Linked DNA regions of Rattus norvegicus: region 1 is linked to region 2. Evidence: chromatin contacts called from public Hi-C data. All regions are on one chromosome and are shown on one strand. The core of a region is the stretch at or near the end of the contact, and the rest is flanking DNA. Distances in the headings are between cores, read along the strand shown.

The links. A called contact is a pair of places that touch in the nucleus more often than the background predicts.
Region 1: a contact with region 2 is called in a Hi-C map of Schwann cells, with 6 times the contacts expected there. The contact joins the promoter of Ankrd40 here to the enhancer-like site in region 2.

What each region holds. Positions count from the first base shown.
Region 1 is chr10:79,774,326-79,780,590 of GRCr8, reverse strand. Ankrd40 (ankyrin repeat domain 40) reads right to left here and starts at 1,625. Exons shown (of 5, transcript NM_001134699.1): 1 at 1,289-1,625. The coding sequence starts at 1,422. It overlaps LOC134480857 (a long non-coding RNA gene), which reads left to right and starts at 514. Exons shown (of 3, transcript XR_010055747.1): 1 at 514-1,098; 2 at 2,460-2,596; 3 at 4,664-4,860.
Region 2 is chr10:79,676,667-79,682,855 of GRCr8, reverse strand. It overlaps Wfikkn2 (WAP, follistatin/kazal, immunoglobulin, kunitz and netrin domain containing 2), which reads left to right. Exons shown (of 2, transcript NM_001398592.1): 2 at 1-397. Among named protein-coding and RNA genes, the nearest start is that of Wfikkn2, 8.8 kb to the left of the region's middle. Within about 2 kb of position 2,970, at least 48 of the 93 cell types and tissues checked have an H3K27ac peak or open chromatin away from gene starts, as enhancers often do. A contact at or near this core is called in Schwann cells, where this site is marked.

The DNA.
Region 1 (6,265 bases), core at 376-2,875, 99 kb before region 2:
GTACATGGCAGCTACTTACTATCCCTCATCTCAATAAACACTAACAACACTTCTGAAATAACTGGGAAACGAAATGACTCAACCAAGACTTCACAGCAGGGCGGACAGGCAGACCCTGCAGCAGGACCAGGCTCAGTATTCTGTACAGCACTGCCCCCCAGTGCCAGAATAGAAATTCACAGCTATCGGATGCCAGGGAAGGCAAACACTACTACAAGTGTTTTTTGCCTGCAAACGCTTCAAAATAGACAAGAAATTAGTGTCCACTGTCTCCTAGCTGTGGACAGCTACCGAGCTAGTTTCTTTAGGGAAAGGACCCGGGTAGCTTTCTTAGGAAATAAGGAAACCTCATTTCTGACTCTGTTACCATACCGAAAATTGTGCAACCAGGGCAAGACACTCTCTGGGGTTCAAATGATCTCCTGCGCCCTTTCCATTTCAAAATGTATGACTCGATTTACAGGGGAGTGGGGTGGGAGGGTTAAAACTCACTTTAACTTTAAACTAGTAAACGAGGCTAGATAAGCATTACCTGGATTAAATAAAAAAAATGTAAAATGTCAAAAAGGGTTTTAAAAAACACGCACTCAGTAACTTGGAACCAAAGACATGAGACAGACCCCGGATTTAATTGGGAAGGAGGCAAATCTGCAGGCAGACATCTAAAGCCTTGGGTGAATTTCTCTATTGGAAATTGTACTAAGAAAACAAAACATTCTACAGGGCAAACAAATGAGTCTCCCCTCAACAGGCAGCTGTAGGCAACAGCCAATCACTGTGGTATTGAAACAACAGAGGCAAAATTATTATGCAAGTGGTGGGGGTTTTGTAGTTGTTTCTTTCCTCCTGGTCTTGGCTAAAGAAATCGTGCTGGTTTTAAGATTGGCATTTGCTGGGTTGCTTATGCTTTCATCTCTGCACGAAGTGTTCTTCAGAAGCGCCCATGGCAAAATAATTCAAGCTTGATGAAATCCAGAGCAGAGTCGCTGAGAATCAAAGCCTCTAGCATCACCATTTGGGCCAAGTTAGCCAGGGGGCGCGGGGGCTGGCGTGGGCTCCAGTGTCCCAGAGGGCGCTGGCCGCAGTGAACCACAGAAGGTATGTATTTGGGAAGGATGCGCTCCTAACTGCACGAGGCAATTGGGGGTAGGGCTAGTCTGGAAAGGGCACAACCTGCGAGGCCTGAGGTACCAGGCTTCACCTTAGCCTGCGTCCTGGGTCACGGCTGACTGCTCCACGCCCCGAGCTAGCAGCCCTGTACCCTAGGCCTCCCCCGCTCGCCACTTACCAGCCGTTGACCTCATTTTGGGAGTTCACATCCACCCCGCTCTCCACCAGTTTCTGCACCTCCCGAATGTCCCCCAAGGCCGCTGCCTCCCGCAGCCTCTCCTGCTGCTCCTTCTGCTCTAGGAGGGCGCTCATCTTCCCCAGGGCCCCGGGCCCCCGGCCGCCCCGCCCTGAGCCTGTCAGCGCCGCCGCCGCCTCCGCGGCCCGCTCCCGGCCATGGGGAGGGAGCGCCGGGCTCGCCCGCCCCACTCGCGCCTCCGCCCGCGCCCGGCCCGGGGCCTCGTGCTCCCTCCCGCCCACCGGCAGATCCCCAGCTGCTCGAGGCCCGCAGGCCCAGGCCTCCACCCCCGCCGCGCCTCCGAAGGCCGGCTCCGGGGGACCCTATTCAGTGTGACAACATTGACCCAGATACTTTTCGTTCCCACCCGCGGCCCCGCCGCCCCGGCCCGCTGTTTATGTAACCACTGCACTGGATTATCTGCTGTGATTCATTGGCTATTTTTAGACCTCCCACCCCACAGCTTCCAGCGAGGAGGACAGACACAGGAATAGTTGGGGGGGCGGAGGGACCCGACATGTTTGAGAGCCAGAAAAGCCGTATCCTCTGGAGCAGGCTGTTTAGTAGGCATTAAAAATAATTGGTGGGTTTCCACCCCCACTCCCCCAAGTTTGGTTAGCTCTTTTTCTATCTGAGTCAATTTTTACCCAGTAGGACGGGAAATGGGCTGAAAACGATCCCACTATAAAATATGCCCATTATTTGCAGAGATTAGATGACACTGTTCTTATTTTTGTCAGTGCTTGGGACCATTCAGCTAGAATTACTTCAGTTATTGTTTTATTTTTACCCCTTATCGTTTTTAGACAGAAATTCTTCCAACTTGGCTTTCATGAAAATTAACGTTGCTTCTGGTTTATAAAATGAAACTCATTATAGCTTTTAAATTATAATTATTCTCGGAGTCATGTAAGGAAAGACGACCGGGAGTGGGGGTGGGGTGCTTAGTCATCCGGGTCCTGATCCTGGGCACTGAGGGTAGAGCTATGGGGTGTTCATAAACAGCGGTGTGCAGTACTCCTTGCCTAATCTAGTTAATGATGTTCAGAGCCTTTGATGGCACTGTTCTACTACCCATTGGGAGAAACAGAAAATATTATTTTGCTGAGCCCAGGTGCCTTGGAGAGATCCCTGATGTGGCACTGGTGAGAACTTTGCAGATGGGGTGAGAAGATTAAGGGAAAACGCCCTGGGGAGGCAGAGAGGAGGGCCTGAACAAAGAGGAGATAAAACACCAAGGGATACATTTAGGTATGGAGTCTTTATTTGCATTTTTCGGGGCTGCCGAGGGCACACAGCATGCATTTGTCTTGTTACTGTTTAAGAAAAAGCAACGTCTGTTTATTAGCACACGGTAATTCACACAGCGCACACTGCACACCAGGAGTGATGAATAGCAACTGACTATAAACACTTAAATCTACCCCAGTGGCAAATTGGACCGCTGCTTGAGCTTATACTTTCGTTTGTTTCCCCAATTTAAATTTTAATTCTCAGATCCAGCATAGTACTCCATCTGAGGCTGATGTGAATGGCATTGAGACTCTATTAACACAATCTGAGGGACAATAAATAGCAATCTTTAAAGGGGGGGGCGGACAATTTACAAAGATCATAGTAGGCTGCTGTTAATAGCTTAATAGAAGAGTATTTACCCAAACAAAGTCCTGGGTTTCATCCTCCAAACTGTAAAAAACAAACAAACCATCAAAGTCAACAGCAGTACCCAAAATTTATGGTTTTTTTGTTTGTTAAATTTTCTTTCCTTAAAAGAATTCTATCTGGGCTGAAGAGATAAGCCAACAGTTAAGAGCACTTGTTGCCCTTGTAAAAGGCCCAGGATTTATTCTCAGCACCAGCATGGTGGCTCACAACCATCTGTAACTCTAGTTCCAGGAGATCTGATGCCCTCTTCGGACTGCTTCAGATTTAAGCACAAGCACACGCACGCGCAAACACCCTGGCAAAACACATGCACATGAAAACAAAACAAAAACCAAATAAAACTTAAAAGGGAAAGAAACAACAGGAAAGGCAACAGAATGTGAGCCAAGAAAATAAGCCAGGAAGCAGCGTTCTCCCTCCGTGGCCTGTTTTTCAGCCCTGCCTCTGGTTCCTGCCCTGGCATCCTTTGACAACAGACTATAAGCTGAAAAATGAATAGCTAAGAGCTGGACAGTGATGGCACATGCCTTTAATTCTGGCACTCGGAGGCAGAGGCAGGTGGATCTCTGAGTTCGAAGCCAGCCTTGGTCTATAGCAAAGGCTACACAGAGAAACCCTGTTTCAAAAGAAAGAAAGAAAAAAGGCAAACTTAGGTCCTCAAACACTCTTGGCAAGTACCTTACTGCCTGAGCTATACCCTAACCCTAACCTAACCCTAATCTTAACTCATTTTTTAAAATCTATTGACTCAAGACAGTTGAGCGACTTGTTTGGGTTTTTTTTTTGTTTGTTTGTTTGTTTGTTTGTATTTTTTTGGTTGTTGTTTTGTTTTGTTTTTAATCTATCTCTTTCAGTGCTGAGGATCCAACCCATGTCTGCACACATGCCAGGGTAGCTCTCTGCCTTGGAGCTATACCTTTGGCCCAAGAAGGTGTTTTTCTGTTTTGACTTGTACTATGTTTCTATTTGGTTTTGACTTTCATATAAGTAGAGCAGCCCAGTTAACAGGGTAGGCCTGAATACTAAATTCAGAAAGGAGATCTGAGCTGGAGGTTGGGATCTGGCACTCATCAGCAAAAGGTGCTAGCTGAAGTTTTGCAAACAGAAGAGATAATCCTAAGGGAGTTGGTGAGTACCCAGAGAAGACAGGCAGATAAAACGCTGAAGAACTCTCAAAATTCTAATGAGGGAAAGGAGAGAAAGTCTCAAAAGAGCTTGAGGGTGAATAACAGGACTGTGTGGGAGGAAGAGCAATGGAGTGGGCAGGACTAGTGATGAGTGACACACAGACTCAAGAGCTACAGAATGGATAGGACTGAAAGGTGTAAATTCAACATTAAGATCCTTTGTGACCTTGGAAAATTACAGTGGAGTAGGGGAGGAGGTTTTGATTTTTCTCATTCTGCCAAGGCCAGCCTCTAAGTGTGTGATTTAATTTCTGCTCCTCTTGCCTCAGCTTCCCAAATGTTCTGTTCTAGCCTTCTGGATTTGCTTCCCTCTAATTTTTCAACCCGTTCTACTTTAGTTTCCATTCATAAGACTCAAGGAATACTTTTCAAAGTTCCTCTTCTAGCAGACCAACAGTTTTCTTCATTGCTATCAATTTCATGTTTTTAAAGCTTTTTTTTTTTTTTTTTTTTTTTTTTTTTGCAGGGTTGGAGAGATGGCTCGGTGGTTAATAAGAGCATTGACTGCTCTTCCAGAGGTCCTGAGTTCAAATCCCCGCAACCACATGGTGGTTCACAACCATCTGTAATGGGATCTGATGCCCTCTTCTGGTGTGTCTAAAGACAGCTACAGTGAACTCATTAAATAAATAAATAAATCTTTAAAAATTAAAAAAAAAAAAACCTTTTTGCTTTTCTTAACTGTAAACTCTTCAGATTTCTGTTTGGGGGATATATGCTAACACACTGGGAGGCTGAGGCAGGAGGATCATCAGTCTTGAGCTTGAGGCCTCTCTTTTCCACCTTGCCTGGTTTGTCATGTTCCTCAGTCGGTTCTCCAGGGAGCAGACTCCTCCACTTGAAGATAAAAAGGTTCATTCCCTCTTGCTAACAAAGGAAATAACCTGTTGGGCCTCCTCTGTCCATGTGCAGAGCGTATCACTTCACTTACTAACACTGATGAGGACACATAACAGAAGCTTTACTGACGTGTTTGTTGTTTGGTTGATTTGGTTTTTCAAGACTGGGTTTCTCTGTGTAACCTGGGTCCTCTGCAAGAGCATCCAGTGCCAACATCTGCTGAGGTATCTCTCCAACCCTTAATTTGTTTTTTTTAAATTACATTCTATTTTATGTGTCAGTGTCTGTGTGTGTGGATAAGCATGAGGAGGTCAGGGGACAACTTTCATGAGTTGGTTCTTTCCTTTCTCTGTGAGTCCGGGGGATGGAACTCTGTTGTCAGGGTCGTCGAGCTTGTCCACAGATACCTTTCAGCTTAGTCATCTCCCTAGTCCTCGGGTTTTGGTTTTTTAATTTTTAAAAAATTGTGTTAGACAGGAACTTACCCTGGTTTGGAACAATAATCCTTCTGGCCAAGTCTCCAAGTGAGGGCACTACAGGCCTGTCTCCCTGTTCCCAACTGAGTATGTATTTTGTTGGTTTTTGAGACAGTGTCTCACTAAGCAGCCCTGGTTGGCCTCAAACTCCATTCTTGAGCCAGGCTGGCTTTGATCTATTTGCCTCTGGATTGTTAGGGATTAAAAGCTTGCACGGCTGAATTAATACTTTTAAAGAAATTCCAGAGGGTTCACCACTCAGCATGAAGACCAGAGTTTAATATCCAGCACATACATGTAAAACAGTGGTTTATAATTGCAGTGCTGGGGTTGGGGATTTAGCTCAGTGGTAGAGCGCTTGCCTAGCAAGCTCAAGGCCCTGGGTTCGGTCCCCAGCTCCGAAAAAAAAAAAAAGGAAAAAAAATGTAAATGATATAATTGCAGTGCTAGGTAGCAGAAATAAAAGGATTCTTGGGGCTCTCAGGCTGACAGAGAGCTCATGTTCCAGTGAGACATCCCTTCTCCTTTCTTTTTCTTTTTGAGACAGGGTTTTTCTGTATAACAGTCATGACTGTCCTGAAACTTGTTTTGTTGACCAGGCTGGTCTCAAACTCGCAGATATCCACCTGCCTGTACCTCTCAAGTGTTGGGATAAAGAGGTGCACCATCATGTAGGACTGAGACTTTCAATCTTTAATCCTAGAACTCAAGAGGCAGAAGCAGGTGGATCTCTTCAATTCACCAAAATCCAC
Region 2 (6,189 bases), core at 1,721-4,220:
TTTGGTAGCAAGAGAAATAAAGAAGACAAAGGCAGGAGGGACAGGGGACAGCATCAGAGCGGAGGTGGGCCCAGGGAGCATGAATATTGCTCGATGCTGCCATCTGGTGGTGCATTTGGGCACCTGCAGGGGTCGGGAGGAAAGCTCTATCTGGGTGGGGCCTGGGAGGGGCCTCTTGGAGATGGCAGCTCTGAGATCACTTGTTTGTTCTGGTCCCAGCCACACAGGCACTGGAAAGAGGATTTGGAGCCCCTCTGTCATCACTGCATCTGCCCTGTTTCCTCCCCAGCCCTTCACTCTGCCCGCATTCCCCCAATGGAAGCACTGTGGGACGTCCTAATGTCTTCCTCAAATATACAGAGGACAAGACTAAATAAAAATTCATAGTGTCAACTGCTCCACATGTGTGGTCATTTTGGGAAGGCGAGGAAGGGACTGTGATCACGTCGTTGATTCTGGTGACCTCTTAGGAGGGAAGTCTGGCCAATGGCACTGTATTTGAGCCATGGAGGGACACGGTAGATTTTCAGGTCCCCTGTGAAATATGAGCTCCTCAACCACACTCTGAAGAATATGAAATAAGCAGAAGGGCTGGAGAGATGGCTCAGTGGTTAAGAGGCACTGACTGCTCTTCCAGAGGTCCTGGGTTCAAATCCCAGCAACCACATGGTGGCTCACAACCATCTGTAATGGGATCTGATGCCCTCTTCTGATGTGTCTGATGACAGCTACAGTGTACTCATATAGAATATATAAATATAAACAAACAAACAAACAAACAACAGGAGAAACCCCTACCGAGAAGGCAGGGTGACTTTTCCACACTCGTAGGCAAGAAGGGCTCAGACCCTGAAGTGTGGTCTAACTGCTCTGTGGGGGACAGTGGGGATCCGGGCCACAGACAAGGTCCTCCTGCCTCTGATACTGTGGAGTCTAAGTGTGAAGGTGGGAGGACAAGAGCCCCTCATACTCAGCTGTGAGTTGTAGGGACATGAGGAAGAGGCCTGCTCTCCAGTGTCCTCACAAGGCCAGTAGTAGTGCATTTGGCCCCAGGGAGACTGAATGGCTGTTCCCTAGGTCCAGTCAAATGTGTGGAACCCATAGCCTGTCTGACCCTCAACAGAGGCACCCCCTTTCTTGTAGTTTCATGGGGTTCTCAGGACCACACCCAAAGGAGGAATTCAAGCCAGGCCCAGCCTAGCCTAGAGTAGCCTCTTTAACCCATAGCAAAGGCCTGAGGAGTGGACGAGGAGCCTCTATTTCTTTTTTTTTTTCTTTCTTTCTTTTTTTCAGAGCTGGAGATCGAACCCAGGGCCTTGTGCTTGCTAGGCAAGTGCTCTACCACTGAGCTAAATCCCCAACCCCGGAGCCTCTATTTCTAAGAGAAGAGAGGGCAGGGGTGGGAAGGCCACGCCATCACTGAAGGGCACCAAGCAAGGAACTTAGCCAGCCAGACAACATGACTGATGGTCATTTCCCAACCTACTCAGGCATCCAGGGAGGCTGAGAACTGTCACCTCACTCTGTCCATAATGGCCTGTGGACATTGACTGAACCTGCTTCTAGGCCACAATGTCCAACCAAGTGCCCACTCTCCAGCCTCCAGCCTTACCTGCCACTTTAGTTTTCTTATACAAAGAAGAGTGTAAACCCCATGTTTAGGTCAGTTTGCTGTTCTGCTCCCCTGGTAGAGAGGGAGATTCAGGGGAGGTGGGCATTGCAGAAACTACCAAGCCCATGAGACCAGGGCTCACCAAGATCTGAATCCAACCTCCATCACTAACTGGCTGACTCTGACCATCTTCACACCTAGCTACACAAAGAGAAGTGAGAACACTGATGTCATGTCACTGGTTTGTCATTTTTGTGTGTCTACCAGCACACTCACATGCCCGTTCGCTCACACTTACACACACGCTCGTGTGTGTGAATGCAGGGACACTCATACCACACTGCATGTGTGGCTGTCGGAGGACAGCCTTAGGTGTCTGCCCTCCCTTTCCACCCGGGACTTGTTTACCCAACACAGCGGCTTGGAAGCTTACAGAGATTCTCCATCTCCCATCCCACCATAGGAACACTGGGATTACAGGTCCTCGCTGCCTTGCGCCTGGCTTCATGTGAGTTCTAGACATTCACACTGAGGTCCTCGTGCTTGTGAGGAAAGTGTTCACCACCGAGTCATCTCCTCTGCCCTGGATTTGTTGTTTTGTTCTAGACCGAGTCTCTTGCACTGATCTCAGCCTCACTCTGCAGCCCAGATCTATCTCAAACTCGTGATCCTCCTATTTCAGTCAGGATTGTTTCACGATGATGCGTAGGTAGTCCTAGCACTTAAAGCGATTTGGGATTCAACCCATTACCCTTGTAAGAACTACAGCCTGGCCTAGAGCAGTCCTTTTGCCCTCTGAAGTTCCCTGGGCAAAGATGGGCCCCAGGACCAAACGCTATACATCATTGTTCTAGACACTGGGCCTCAGCAGTCTTCTGATTATCACAAAGAACATCGAAGTAGGCCCCTTCCGTGGGCTGACTTGGGGCTCAGAAGCTTCAGGGCTCACTAGGGGCCGAGTGCTTGAGAAGCTATGGCCATCTCTGACCTGCTGTATGAGGCTGGTTTCTTTCTGACGAGCAGGTCAGGTTCTCATACTGGGCTAACCTGAGTTCCCAAAGCAGTGGCAGTCACCTGGCTCAGTCTGTTAGACATGCCCTCAATTCTGCTCCAGGACAGGAGGAAACCGAGGCCACCTGCAGCCAGGTCAGTCTCATGCTGTCCTGTTTGTGGAGGATCTCACCCCTTGCTACCTCAAGGCTATGTGGCTCTCCCTACCACTAGCCTGCTATCCAGGCCTTTTACTGTCTTCTAATCTATTCAGGCTTGGCTGACACTAGGTCAGAACTGTCCCCACCACCCCTAAACAAGGCACTGTGGCTTTATGTCCCCTCCTCCCTCCCTCCCTCTTCCTGAGCTCCCACCCTCCTAGGATACTTTGCTCCATTGTCTACCCAGCTGTTCACTAGTCTGATGTCACCCTCTGGACAGTGGCACCAGAAAGCTGCCCAAGTGCCACGACAAAACCTAACTAGGGAAAGGAGACAGTAGTAACACAAAGGCATGTGGCTGTTTCTTTCAGCCATGACCTCCAACTGCTCCATTATGCTAACACCGGACTGACACTTTATCAAGTGCCTTCTCCTGTGGTCCGCACTGAGACCCCATCAGGCACAGTGACATTTCCTACGTGAGGAAAAATAAGGCAAGCGTAATGAGAAATTCACTCAGCCATGGCCAAAGCACAGGGCTACAGTTCTAGCACTTGGGAGCCAGAGGCAGGAGGATTTCAAGTACAAGGCCAGACTACACAAAGAAAACTCCATCTCGAAAGCAAAGGTTAAACAAGAGAAAAATAAAGAAAGAAAAGGACTGGGGATATGCCTCCGTTCAAGCATGGACCCCCAGAACCCGTGTAAAAAGCTGGGTACAACCTGTAATCCCCTTGCTGGGGAGGTGAATTCAGGAGATGGGGGCCTTACCCAGCCAGCCAGCCTAACTGAATATGTGAGCTCCAGACTCAGTGAAAAATCCTGTTCTAAAAATGTAGGTGGAAAGAGATGGTTCAGTGAGTAAAAAGACTGGCTGCCAAACCTGACGACCCAAGCTCCATCCTTAGGGACTACACAGTAGAAAAGGAAAGCCTGTTCCCACAACTTGTACACACACACACACACACACACACACACACGAACTCACTCACGTGCCCGCACGGCCAATGAGGCATCCAACCCGATGCCTGACACCTCCACAGAATCCGGCTCCAGCTGGTCAGCCTCTGGTGCATCACCCAAGATATGTTTACCTCATGGACACGTGACGAGTTTCCATCACACACAACTGCAGTCATGGCCTAGATTCCTGAGCCAGACATCAGCCTCCTCATCCTTCAGGAGGCAGCTCCTTGGGGGAAGCCTTGCTGTCCCTGGCTACCTCAGTCTCTTCACGTCTCGAATGCCCCTAGGCGGGTGCTGACCCAAATCAGAGTAATGGCCAGGGGCTCCAGGAATACTGTGGCCCAGCTCGGAGCTCACAGGGTAGACGGCTGGATGAACACAGGATCTGGGAGGAGGGACCTGAGGGGGGCACTGCATTTTTTGACTACCATGTGCCAAGAATGGGTCCTCTGGGGCCTTTCTTTCTCCTCAGCCCCTCTCCTGTAGTTCCTCCTCCTCTTCTCATCCCACCAAGGAGCTAGGGCTTCTCCTCCTCTCCAGGGAATTTGTGAGTAATGCAGGCGGGTGGTGGCAGGGCTCCTGGGTCCTATTCTTGGCTGTGCCCTCATTCTGGAATGTGCTCTCTCAGACTGTCAGGAGGAAGCAAGAATAAGCTTCCAGGGTCATTACCTCCCAAGGAAGAGTGTGGGCAGGCAGGTGGACATACTGTCCAGCCCTCTCCCTCCCACATCTTAGGCTCTGAAGCCCCTTAGCATTTTTGCCTGAAGGTCAGGTTGGAGTCTCTCTGTTCACATCTCGAGTTAGCCACGGACGGAGAACCCTGACATCCAAATGTCTAACCGTAATGGTCACCTGTAACCTCTCTCCCACGAAGGGATGCAGGACTCTGTCTCAGCATGTACCAGCCCAAGATAGCCCAGAGATGGACCTCTTCCCAGCACATCACTGGTGCTGGGCTACCCCAACATACTGGTGTATCTTCCCCTTCTGAGTCTTAAGGAACCTTCAGAGCTCTCACAGGATGAGGTTGTCAACATCTTGACTTTTTTTTTTTTTTTTCTGGTTTATGGGAAGGGACCTATGCAGCTGTGTCTAACAGACAGCCGAGGATGGTGGCTGGAGGCTGACTTGTGTCCTTTGTATGTGACAGTCAGGATGCAAGGCCTGAGTGAGAGAAGCATCTACCAGAGAGAGGGGCAGATGCTTGTGTGCCAGCCACGCTGTGAGTTATGTCCTCCACACACGCTGTTCGTCCCTCACAGCTCTCGAAGGTCTGTCCGCATCGTCCACTTGACTAGACTCAGAAGCACCTAGGAGTCACAGCTCTGGGCCTGTCTTGGAAATCAGGGGATGTTCCCAGAGAGGTTTATCTAAAGAAAGACTCAGCCTGAATGACGGGTTGGCAATGTCCCATGACCTGGAATCCCAGAGTAATATGAAAAAGGGGAAAAGAAACCCTGGGGAGATGCTCAGTTGGCAGTGTTTGTCTTGCAAGTACGAGGACCTCAGTTTGACGCCCAGAACCACCCTCCCGACCCCCAGTGTGAATTCTGCTGTGGTGATAAAGCTCTCAATCCCAGCACCGAGGAGCTAGAGGCAGATGCATCTTTGGGGCATCCAGCCTGCTTGACGACTCCAAACCAGTAAGAGATTTACCTTCTGAAGACTAACATCTTAGTTCCATGTTGGCTTTCACATGTACATGACATCACACACACACACACACACACACACACACACACACACACACACACCACACAGAATTTATAAGGAGGAGAAAGCCACCTGGACGCCAGCATTCGTTTCTTTCTGCTTCTTCACTGTAGGTGCAGTACAACCGTCACCTTACCCTCCTGTCGCCACCATCATGCCATCTCTGCCATGATGAACTGTGTTCCTTCAAATCCTGAGGTGGGCTGAACCCTTTCTTCCTCAAGTTGCTCTAGTAGGTTTTTTTCTTTTCCCTCACAGCAAATGGGTAGCTAATGCCCAGCCCTCCTTAGGCTGACATTATTTTATGACTTTGCTGTTTGCAGACCCCACCCTAATCAGAAGGGAAAGATAAAATGCCTCTTGGATTCACTAACCCAAGGCCAGGCCGCTCAGAGGGTGAAGTAGTTGTTTAGTGGAGAATGAATAAAGAAAGTCTTCAGTGCCTCATAGAAGGAAAGTTGCCTCACAGGTACCATTTCCCCTACCTTACGTATGCTGGGTTTGCGACACTAAACGTTTAAGGCGACTTCCCTTACCTCACAGGGTAAGGAATGGAAGAACCAACAGTAGACCCGGGTGGGGCTGACTCCATGCCCTTTCCAGGGAAGTGTATGTATCTGAGTCATTTTGCTTAGATGCCGAGGCCCTCGGTGGTAGTTCCCCTCTTGATTATCCTTGCCCAGTATTTCCATCTGGTCCTCGCTGGCCTCTGAGGGGACTGAGCCTTGCAGGATTGTGAAGGCACTT